Regions from separate parts of the Triticum aestivum genome. Here region 1 is linked to region 2. The links are chromatin contacts, called in public Hi-C maps. All regions are on one chromosome and are shown on one strand. Each heading gives the region's core, a stretch centred on a gene start, on an enhancer-like site or on the middle of the called end of the contact. The rest is flanking DNA. Distances are from core to core; before and after follow the strand shown.

Region 1 (5,097 bases), core at 1,871-4,370, 370 kb before region 2:
GATCGGGTGATGGAGGTGTCTTCACGTCTTTCTTCTCCTTAAAGCTTGTCCATGTGGTTTGTTGAGGCGGCGGTTTTAGGGTGCTGATTTCTGTTTTGCAATGATGATAATGATGCGGAGAGGTGCTTCGAAAAAAAATGATGTGGAGAAGAGTTTGCCTCGCAGCTTGGGCTTCGGTAGTCGGTTTTGCCAGGCGTGTCCAAAGAGCTCTTTCATTTGCCCACCCCTAGCATTATGTCAAATGAGGCACAGCCCGCATCTTAGAGCATCTCCAATAGATGGTTCAAAATTTGGCGGTCCAAAACCGGAGATGTAAAATTTGGACCGCCAAAAAGTGCGTTTCGAAACTCCGAAAAAAGCTCAACTCCAACAGATGGTCTAAAATGATGGTCCAAATTTGCAACTCCAATAAATGGTCCAAAATGAAGATGAAAACGGCCGCGCGGCTGCTACCAACTACTGTTCAGCCGCGGTTTTGCATTGAAATAGCAACTAAAATTTGAAAATAAAGTGCATCATCATCATAGTTTCAATCAAAAGTGCATCACCATCATAGTATCAAATTCGTCTACCAAAAGAGCATCGTCTCAATCAAAGTTTTTCGCCCTAGAAATTAAAATGCACATGAATACACTCATTCGGGTCATCAACACCACCGATGTTGTGAACCGTGGTACGATCATCATCTCCATCACCGTCTTTGTCGACGTTCTCAACAAGCGGTGAACTCTCGTTGCCGTGAGCACCACCGGAACCATCTTCATTGCGTCCCATGTTGCCGCCATATCCACCTCCAACGCCACTCATGTTGCCGCCATAGCCACCTCCCAAGCCACCCATCATGTTGCCGCCAAAAGCACCTCCCATGCCGCCAAAGCCACCTCCCATGCTGCCAAAGCCACCTTCCATGTTGCCACCGAAGCCACCTCCCCTGTTTCCGCCAAATGCACCACTCATGGCACCTCCAATCATGTTCATGTAACCACCCATGGCACCTCCCTTGGCACCTCCCATGGCACCACCCATGGCATCTCCCATGCCTCCTCCCATGCCTCCTCCCATCATCATTTGCCTCATGAGCATTTGCTTCTTCATGAGCATTTCATCGCGACAAAGTTCAACATATGCCTTTGCCTTGGCATCAAGAGTTGATGTGTCCATAAACATAAACTTGAGTGTTCTCTCTTCTACCATCTTCCTCTCGTCAGCCGCGGCCTTCTTTTCCTCTAGGTCCATCTTCCTCTCCTCGGCCGCGACCAACCTCTCCTCGGCTGCCGCCCTCTTCTCCTCGGCCACCGCCCTTCGCCGCTTGGCCTCACTCCTCTCCTCTATTTCCTTGAGCTTCAACATTCTTTTCTCTTCGGCGTACTCTTTCCTTGCCATGACAATGGCATCAAATCCTTCCTTGAGATCATTGTCTCCGGCCTTGTTCCCTTCGCTTTCTTGTTTCCATCGGGCCTATAAGATTTTGTCGCGGAGTGAGGAGTGGGGCTCGTCTCCTCAATGGCGACATCTTCTTCATCCTCAACCAACACACTCTTCTTCTTCGACGATTCAAAAGTCTCTCTAGTTTTCCACTTCTCCACATCCTTGAGCTCTTTGTAGCAATGATGAAAAGTGAAAACTTTTCCTTTCCTTTTCTTCTTCTCGCCTTTCATGTTCCTCTCCCGAAACAATCCTTGTGCAATCATTTTCTACAAAAGAACATATCATCATCAAGATAGTGAACAAAGAGGAAATATTTGACAAAGCATGGACGAAGAGGAAATATTTACCAAATCACTATCACCGCAACCACTTGGGTTCATGCGAGCAACATTTGACAAGCAACCGGCCCACTTTGAGCATTCGGCGTTGATGGTGGACCAACGTTGGCGTAGAGAGTCGCTCGTACGGAAGATACCACTTGTGTTGCGCTCATCGAAATACTCCTTGATGCGTTTCCAATAGGTGCTCACCGTTTGGTCGCTTCCAACGCTTGCATCTTGAGAGATTTTCTTCCAAGCGGTGCATATCAACACATCCTCCGCGGTGCTATAATTGCCACTTCTTCCCTTGACAATGAAGCCCTCATCATCCACATCAAGATTGTCATCATCATATTGAGTTTCATATTCTTGTGACTCATATATGTAATCATCATTTGCCACATTTGTTGCGTGCATGAAAGCTTCATCATCAACACTACAATTGCATGCACAAACAATCAAGGACACAAAAAAATTGAAACAACAAACGAGAGCACAACCGCAAAATTTATACCTTTCCGACATTTCGTCGAACATGTTGGAGGCGGTGGCCGTCGGCGTGGCCACATCTTCCTCCACGGCCGGCGGTGGCGGCGGGGGAGGTGGAGGAATGGATGTGTGGCTGCTGGAGGAGGCCGCCGGCCGCACCGTCTGCGACTCGTCGCCCCGAGCCGCCGCGGCCGCCTTTGAGACCTTCATCGGCCGCGTAGAACTGTCGGCCGGGTTGCGGCTGCGGTTGGCCGGCCGTTTGACGCTGCCTCCTCGTCCCTTCGCCGGCTTCGCCACCTGCGCGGTGGCCACCGGCCGGGGCGGCGCCAATCCGGGCCGGCGGGCGGGGGGCAGCGGCATGGCCGCGGATGCGGGCGGGATGGCAGCGGCGACGGCCACGTGGGTCAGCCCACCGGCTGCGGCGGCGGCGGAGAAGGCGGCGGGGTCGTCGGCATCGGCCATGGCGGCGCCGGACGGCGGGGGGCGGCGGCGGCCGGGAGGGTCGCGGGCGGGCAGACAGGCACGGGCGGGCGGGAACGAAAATGAAGTGGCGGTTGGGCGTTCGCGGGCGGCGGCTAGTTTTGGACCAGATGCATCTCGTGATGTATATTTGCATCGTGAGGTGTTGCATTTTACATCATGAGGAGGCCGCGGTTCAATCTTTTTTCATATGAACCGTCTGTTGGAACAACGTTTTTTACCCCAAACGATTCAAAAGTTAGATATCTTCCATAGACGCGTAAAGATCTATCTGGGCCCGACCTCATCAGCCATTGCTATAACGAAAGGTAAAAGTAAACGTGGGCATATTGAGCACAGTCAGCACAACATGCAGCGGATCAGTGGCCCATACAGGTCGATCCGGTGATGATGCCAAACCTATGTAAACAGTCCTGTCCATCTCGGTGTCCTGGGGCTGGGGGTTGCTCAAGTGCCCACTGCTGTACGCATTTGTGGTGGGGGCTTCAGTTTGTTGGGCCACTTGCTTGGAGCCACACAAAGCTATGACCACAATGCTGGGAATGGAAGCACATGCATAAACTTCTTGTCTTTTTTTTTTGATTTGACATCTGTATAAAAATCTACTTCCTCCGTTCCTACGTATTTGTCTTTTTTAGAGATTTTAAATGGACTACCATATACGGATACATATAGACATATTTTAGAGTATAGATTTACTCATTTTGCTCCGTATGTAGTCACTTGTTGAAATATCAAGGAAGACAAATAATTAGGAACGGAGGGAGTAGTCGGTTGGCGCGAGTGGCATACGAAAGTTGGACGCCTAACACACTGACCTGAATAACTACCACCATGCATCTGCTTTACGCATGCACCCCAACAATGGCCCGGCTTACCCACTTGGTTTGGCCCCATTTTTCAGCGCGTTTGCTAATGTTTGATCGATTGAAAATGGAACCGGCGTCAGCTGCTTGAAAACCGAATCAGCATGATGGTTTCCCCGAAAGAGAAGGTCAGGCACATAGCACCTGGGCGGAGATGTCGTCTCCGGTTGGACCGGGGTCGAGAACAATCCGGAGACGGGAATGACATGGCTAAGAGAAATCGAGCGTTGGCAGGTGTGTGCGGTCATGGAATGGTCGCTGGCGTTGAAGCAGGGGAGAGAGGCGGAGGCCAACAGGAGTACAAGGAACAAGACGAAGGCGGCAAATCGACTAACGCAATTTTTTGGGCCAATGCCGTGGTTTGTCGTGCACTAGTTCGGCCCCACAAAGGGCGGCGGCGGCAAATCCATTGTCGCAAATTTTCTTTCTAGGTAGGTGAGATATAGCCGGTCTCATTTGTCGTATATCAAGGAGTTAACCCAGAGGCGGCAACCTCTTTTATTTATCTTGGATGCATTAACTCACATATTTTATTTTTCTGCCTTGCATTTCCGTAAATCTTCACACCTTCGAAATTTCATGCACCACTGGACATGTTTGGTGAGCTTCTTCTGTGAAGTACACCGAGTGATAGCCTGTTCTTGACCCCAGCACAGCACTGGCCACCGGCCAGCGCCAAGGTTTCCGGCAGGCCGTGTTCTAGTCATAAATACTACCCTGCACTATTCCGTCGGTCTTTTCTTAGATACGTCCGGCGTCCACTGCAGCCTTGTGATGCTTTTCTCTTTTATTTTTGGCAAACATAACCCCCGATTTATCTTTCAGGGTTTCTTTGATTCAAATAATTTTCTTATGATTTTGAAGGGATTAGAATTCTTAGAGCATCTACAACCGGAGTTGGCATATCCGAGCCCGTACGTCCCCGTGGGTGCACCCGCGGGCAGCGCTGGGCGGGTCTTCATTTGTCCTCCTTCACAACCACACTCCTCATATCCCAATAGCCAAATCCATGCATGTTCATCATATAACGCAAATTCATCACAAATTCAACAATATGATGTAAACGGTAATTCATTACACGCCAAAATAAAGTTCAACAACTCATACATAGATAGGCAATACACTAATGAATCAATGACTTCAATTGTCGCGACATTGATCCTCTTCATGCGGACCAACCGTTTTTCCTTTCATCATCCAAAAGGTTGATGTCCTGCAACATGATCCTCGACTCCTCCGCCTCTCTCGCAAGCCTCAACTTCTCTCTCTTGAACTCAAGTCCTTGCATTGTCATTGTTTGTTCAAACTCCCATTTGGCAACCTTCTCTTGCCTCTCCAATTTTATTTTTTGTCCTTCTCTAAGGTCAACCTATCCCAGTCTAACTCCATTTTCTCCCTTTGTACATCGATGAATATCTTGTACCTTTACTCCTTCACCTCCTTGGCGAAAAAAATGCCCGTCCAAATGGCAGATATTTTGTTTGCCGCTCCTTCACGTGCCACCCTCTCCTTCT
Region 2 (5,155 bases), core at 1,272-3,771:
CCGGTAAACTACTTGGAGCTCACGTAGCCCATGCCGGATTAATCGTATTCTGGGCCGAGTAGATGCTTAATTGAACAGTGCAACTGGGAAAGGGCCGGAGGCTGGTCCTACCTTAGCATCGACTTTTTGGGCGAATCCGTGCATTGTGCTGAATTGCACCAATTTATGCCGGATCGATGTAGCCGAGTAGCTAGCTAGATGATGGGCAGCATGTGCAACTAGGAGGCGTGAAACGTGACACTACCCTGGTGAGTGGCGAGCGAGGAAAGGAAAGCTTGCGGGAGAAACTTTAGTTTCCAGAAGCCCGTCCCACTTGCTCGTCCCAGCGTCCAACAAGTCTTTTTTGGCAAACAAGTCTTTTTTAGTTTCCAACAGAAAAAACTGCGCGCGCCTTTAGGTGCCACGCAGCGGCGCAGGCCATGTGAGCCCGTCCGCCAAAGGCAACCCACCACGACTGTTTACCTCCAGCGCTGCGCGCGCGTTGCAGTGCCGTGCAGCTATAGCCACTGCCCACTGATGGCCAACAGCTGCGCTACCTGCCATAGTGTTTACTCCAAGCCAAGTTTACCGGAGGACAAAGCAAACAAACCTTTCCATAGTCAGAAGGTCAACTAGATCCGCTCAGAGTAGTAAAAACTCAATCATCAGGTTATCAAACGATGAAGCGACCGCGGAATCTGGTTGCAATTTGCGGCGACCGACAACGCAATTTCGTGCAAATGCAAGTGTTGGTGGTACGTTCGATCGAGGGCCGTCGGTGTGTGAGCTAGTGTGACCAACTGACCATGTGTGTCTCGCACCGACGCCGGTGCACGGAGGCTATTGATTAACTGAGTAAGTACTCTAGCATAAACACGAGTCATCTTGCCATGACTATGGGCGCAAACCGCCCCCACTCTCGGTGAGTTAAGGGGCACAGAAACAGCAACTTGTACACAAAAAGACGGTAGGTATGGGTGTGGCAAGGGAGCGGTGTAGAACCAGACACAGCTGCGCAAAAGAGGCGGTAGGTATAGGCCGGCTGGAAGGCATTTGGTATAACTGCTAGCTAGCTAGCTAGAGTGTCCTCGCTTTGGTATCTGATTCCGTTCGTAAGATCAAGTACACTTATTCGAGTAAGCAGAACAATCTGCTGGTCACAAACACCACACATGCATGTCTTGATCGTCCATAGCGGACGCGCGCCTAGGCATTGCAGGTACAGTGCGCTCCACACGATTGACCGCCTAATTAAGGTCGCTCTCATCTGAGTGAAAAAGCACACGACCACCACATTCCTGGTCGTGATTAACAAAAGGCCACTATTTTACGTTTTATATTAGCTTGTTTCACCGGACGCAACGGTAATCCGTGACATAAAACACCGAGGTTGGCCATGGCCGCTGCCGTGTGCAATCGGATATTTTCTCTGCTGCAGTAGCGTCCCCTCTTGCTCCATGCACTGACCAGAGAGCAGCATAATTCCTTTCCTTTCTTTTTCCTGGTCACCACCGTTGCCGAGGCTGCTAGTGCTTCCGCAGTTCCGCTTCACCTTCACGAAAGCCAGACGCCGTGGACTCGTTGTGCATGGTGGGCGGCCCCGCTAAAATAATTCGTGGTTGCTTGTTGGTCTTCCATGGTTCCGGCGAGATATTCGCCCGCAACTTGGTGCGTGCGTACGTGCGCCGTTGACAATCGTCTTTTCAGTGCAACGCTGGGCAGTAGGCACGTATTCTCAGGTGACGATCACGGTGTGGGGGCACGTGCACTGATAACGTTCGCCATGGCCACTTTTACACAGGTGGTGTGGTGTGGTGTGGTGTGGTGTGCTGGACCGAAAATCGCTGCCTTGGCGTGGAGATCAGGCTGATCTCGGCCGGGACAACTGCGCGCCTTGCATGCTGCATGTTGGACCAGTCGTTGGTCCTGCACGCTATTTCTGCACAGTGGAATGTTACGCGAGGTTTCACCATGCATGGATCTGGCCGAGGCGAAACGTGGGCAGCACAGCGCAGCGCGCAGGGTTCTCCACATGTGTCGCCGTTTCATTTATTTTATTACTATTGCAAGTATCAGGCTAGCCATAATGGAGTAACTTAGCTAGTAACATAACGTAACTCAAAACAAATGTGCTTATGTGGCAAAGCGTTAATAAAGAAAAAGGTGTTTGTGGTGACATAATATGTTACTGTAACATAACACACCTCAATGCAAAATGTGTCTACAACCTAATAAATGAAGGCTTGCATGACACTAAATTTATGTTACTACCCACTATGAATGGTAGTAACATAGACTAGTAAAATATACATGTTACTTCCCAGCTAGCCTCACGCCCACATTTCGACTGGCCGTAGGAGGGCGATATGTCTGGCCGTGTTATTTTATTGGGGCACAGTCCAATACCTTTGATTCAACTGCAATCTAACGCCTCGGAAATTGTGCTTCTTTTGTTAAAAGAAAAAAAAATCGGCAGGAACTAACTGCCCGCAGCCCACGGACGTAAACCTCCCCGTAATATCGCCCCTAACCTCTCCTGATTCCAGTCGCAGCCACATCGGCCCTATCTCCTCCTCCTCGCCCAGATCCGCTTCTCCTCGAGCATCATGGCCATCCCACCGGCCAGCTCGCCGCTGTCCATCTACACGACGCTCGGCCTGGTGGCCGCCGGAGCACGCGGCAAAACCCTGGAAGAGCGCATGGCCCTGCTTGGCGCCTCGTCCACTGCCGAGGTCGCCGGGTTCGTGAGCGGCCTCGCCGCCGACCCATCCTGCCTACCCACACACCGCCGCAGTCCTACATGGCGGAGATACGTACAATCGACTTTGCCGACGTCTGCACTCTCATCTTTCTTTGTTGCTGCCGGTGCTTGGTCTCACGTTGTAATGAATTCGTGCATGTAAGGGTGCTTCTAATATACGGTACAACTATGTTGTGTCACATGATAATTTTCTTCCATAGTTTTTCTTTTGCAACGGAGCTTAAGTTGGACATACCAGTCAAGTAATACTCCTGTTCGGCCATCCTCGTCCGTTGATGCTCTCGCGGCTACAACACACACTCTGCCTCCCTCGTTGCCGCCAGCTACTGCGTCATGGCCACCGCCACGATCCTATTCGGCGCCAACGACATATCCATGCTCGACCGAGAGCGTGTTTCAGCACGCCCCGTCGACGATCACGTACACTCGCTATCTCACTGCCTCACTTGTGTCGTCATCCCTTCCTGTTTTTCTGTCGCGTTCTATTTGTGGTGATTATTTCCGTGCAATGGGAAATAGTTCATCAGCATCAGAATATGTTTCTACTCCATGTAAAAAATGCTTCCATCACATGATCAAGTGCTTCCTAAGTTTGCTCTATAATGCTTCTTTAGTACTTTGCTAGTACATACTCCTACAATGCTTCGATAGTAATGCTAAGATATTTTAGCTATCACTACAATGTGCTCCTTATTTTCTTTCGGTGCAAATTCTAACATCTTTGGAAGCAATGTTTGATGCATACTCCTCCTATGCAGGAAGCAAAGTTTGTTGCACAATGTCATAAGAACCAGGGGACTGGTGACCTTTGCTTCACCAAGGGCTTCTCTGCGGCCATCCAGGGCCAGTGTGTAGATGGAGACGGCAACAACGAGGTGGCTGCTAGGGGTAGCGGCGGCACTGGCGAGGACGTCTACCGGCAGCAACAACATCCCCTCTCCCATCAGCAGCTATGCCACAATTCTACTCGAGAATTGAAACAATATTGATACAATCAGGAAGCAACTAACATGAATATGTGCTTATGTGTCGGTGCTACTATTGAAGCAGGCAATGAAACTAAAGGGTGCATTTTTTGCTCTTCTTTTTATGTTGACGAAGCACTGAATAATATTCTATGAATCTCTGTAAAATTTCTATGGAAGCAAGTAACTTTGATTACAACATATTAAGCATATAGGAAAATAGAAAAGGAAGCATACAATGACAATGGTTGAAACAATAATTCAAAGCATGGAAGCATATGTGATGAACATTTAAATATTGCTACTGGATGAGAATTTGAATCACTTGTGATATATAACCTCTCTAAAACACAAAAATGGAACCACGTCTAATATAAATCATGGATGTATGATCCATTAATTTTGTTGGTGCCGAAACAATACACTAATAAGTTATGTAGATTTATTAAATTTTGTACGAAGCAACTGGATAGCTAGTGAATCAAAGAATTGGAAGCATTTTATCTAAAAAATGAAGAAAGCACGCCACTTGATAGTGCTGCGATGTACTACAGATTATGAAGAACGACTGTAGTGTTGGAAGCATGACTTCCGTATAACAGAAATAAACATACAGCTATGAAGCATGGTTTGCAATGCTTGAAGCAGAAATATTGATGGTTTGTTGAGGGAAATCAATGGGAAGCATTACCAGACGATAATTGTTTAGATATGGAAGCAGGTCATGGAAAGTACAGGTTGTGCGTGATTCATGGAGCAGTTTTCTTTTAGCAGTTAAAAAGCTAGCGCTGATGGATGGAAACTACCAAAGCCCACTTAACTACCAAAGGCCCACGTCTAGCTATCCTATTAGATCAGACACTCAGATCCACCCCAATCGTACGGCCGTGGACTAGTCTCTGATCCCTAGTGGTTCCCAATATTACCATTAACTACCGCGTCTCAGTCAGGCGTGTGGAGCCTGGCATTCCCTAAACGGCGCCCGTTACATGCATCGACGCAAATGGGCCTACACCCCCTCCCTTCTTCATGGGCCGCACCATTTTTACCTTCTGTTAAATTCCAAAAAAGTGCAACGGGATGATTCAAACTCCACACCACTTCTTTCATGGAGAAAGATAGTAACCATTAGGATAACTTCATTGCTTGTGACCACTTACCATGTTTTCGCCCTCTTATTCTTCATTCAGTTTGTGGAAGTATATCTTTTCTTTTTTGTTTTTGTTTAGTTTTCCCCCCTTTCTTTTCTTTACATTTATTATTGCTTTTTTCAAATAACAATAAACTTTTCTCAAAAATTATAAACTTTTTTTCATTTTTTGTGAACTTTTCAAAATCGATGCACTTTCTTCAGATTTGATGATTTTTTTTCAAATTAGATGATTTAAAAAAATGAACCTTTTCTAATTCGATGAACTTTTTTCAAATACGGTGAACGTTTTTTCAAATT

The links. A called contact is a pair of places that touch in the nucleus more often than the background predicts.
Region 1: a Hi-C map of an unstated tissue shows a contact between it and region 2, with 9 times the contacts expected there. The contact joins the enhancer-like site here to the promoter of LOC123166654 in region 2. A contact is called at or near these places in 2 of 5 Hi-C or Micro-C datasets (leaf and an unstated tissue).

Annotation. Positions count from the first base shown.
Region 1 is chr1D:122,361,069-122,366,165 of IWGSC CS RefSeq v2.1, reverse strand. No RefSeq gene overlaps it. Among protein-coding and RNA genes, the nearest start is that of LOC123180705, 11 kb to the left of the region's middle. Within about 2 kb of position 3,120, at least 1 of the 8 cell types and tissues checked has an H3K27ac peak or open chromatin away from gene starts, as enhancers often do.
Region 2 is chr1D:121,990,278-121,995,432 of IWGSC CS RefSeq v2.1, reverse strand. LOC123166654 reads left to right here and starts at 2,521. Exons shown (of 2, transcript XM_044584466.1): 1 at 2,521-3,160; 2 at 3,499-3,879. The coding sequence starts at 3,074. The coding sequence ends at 3,729.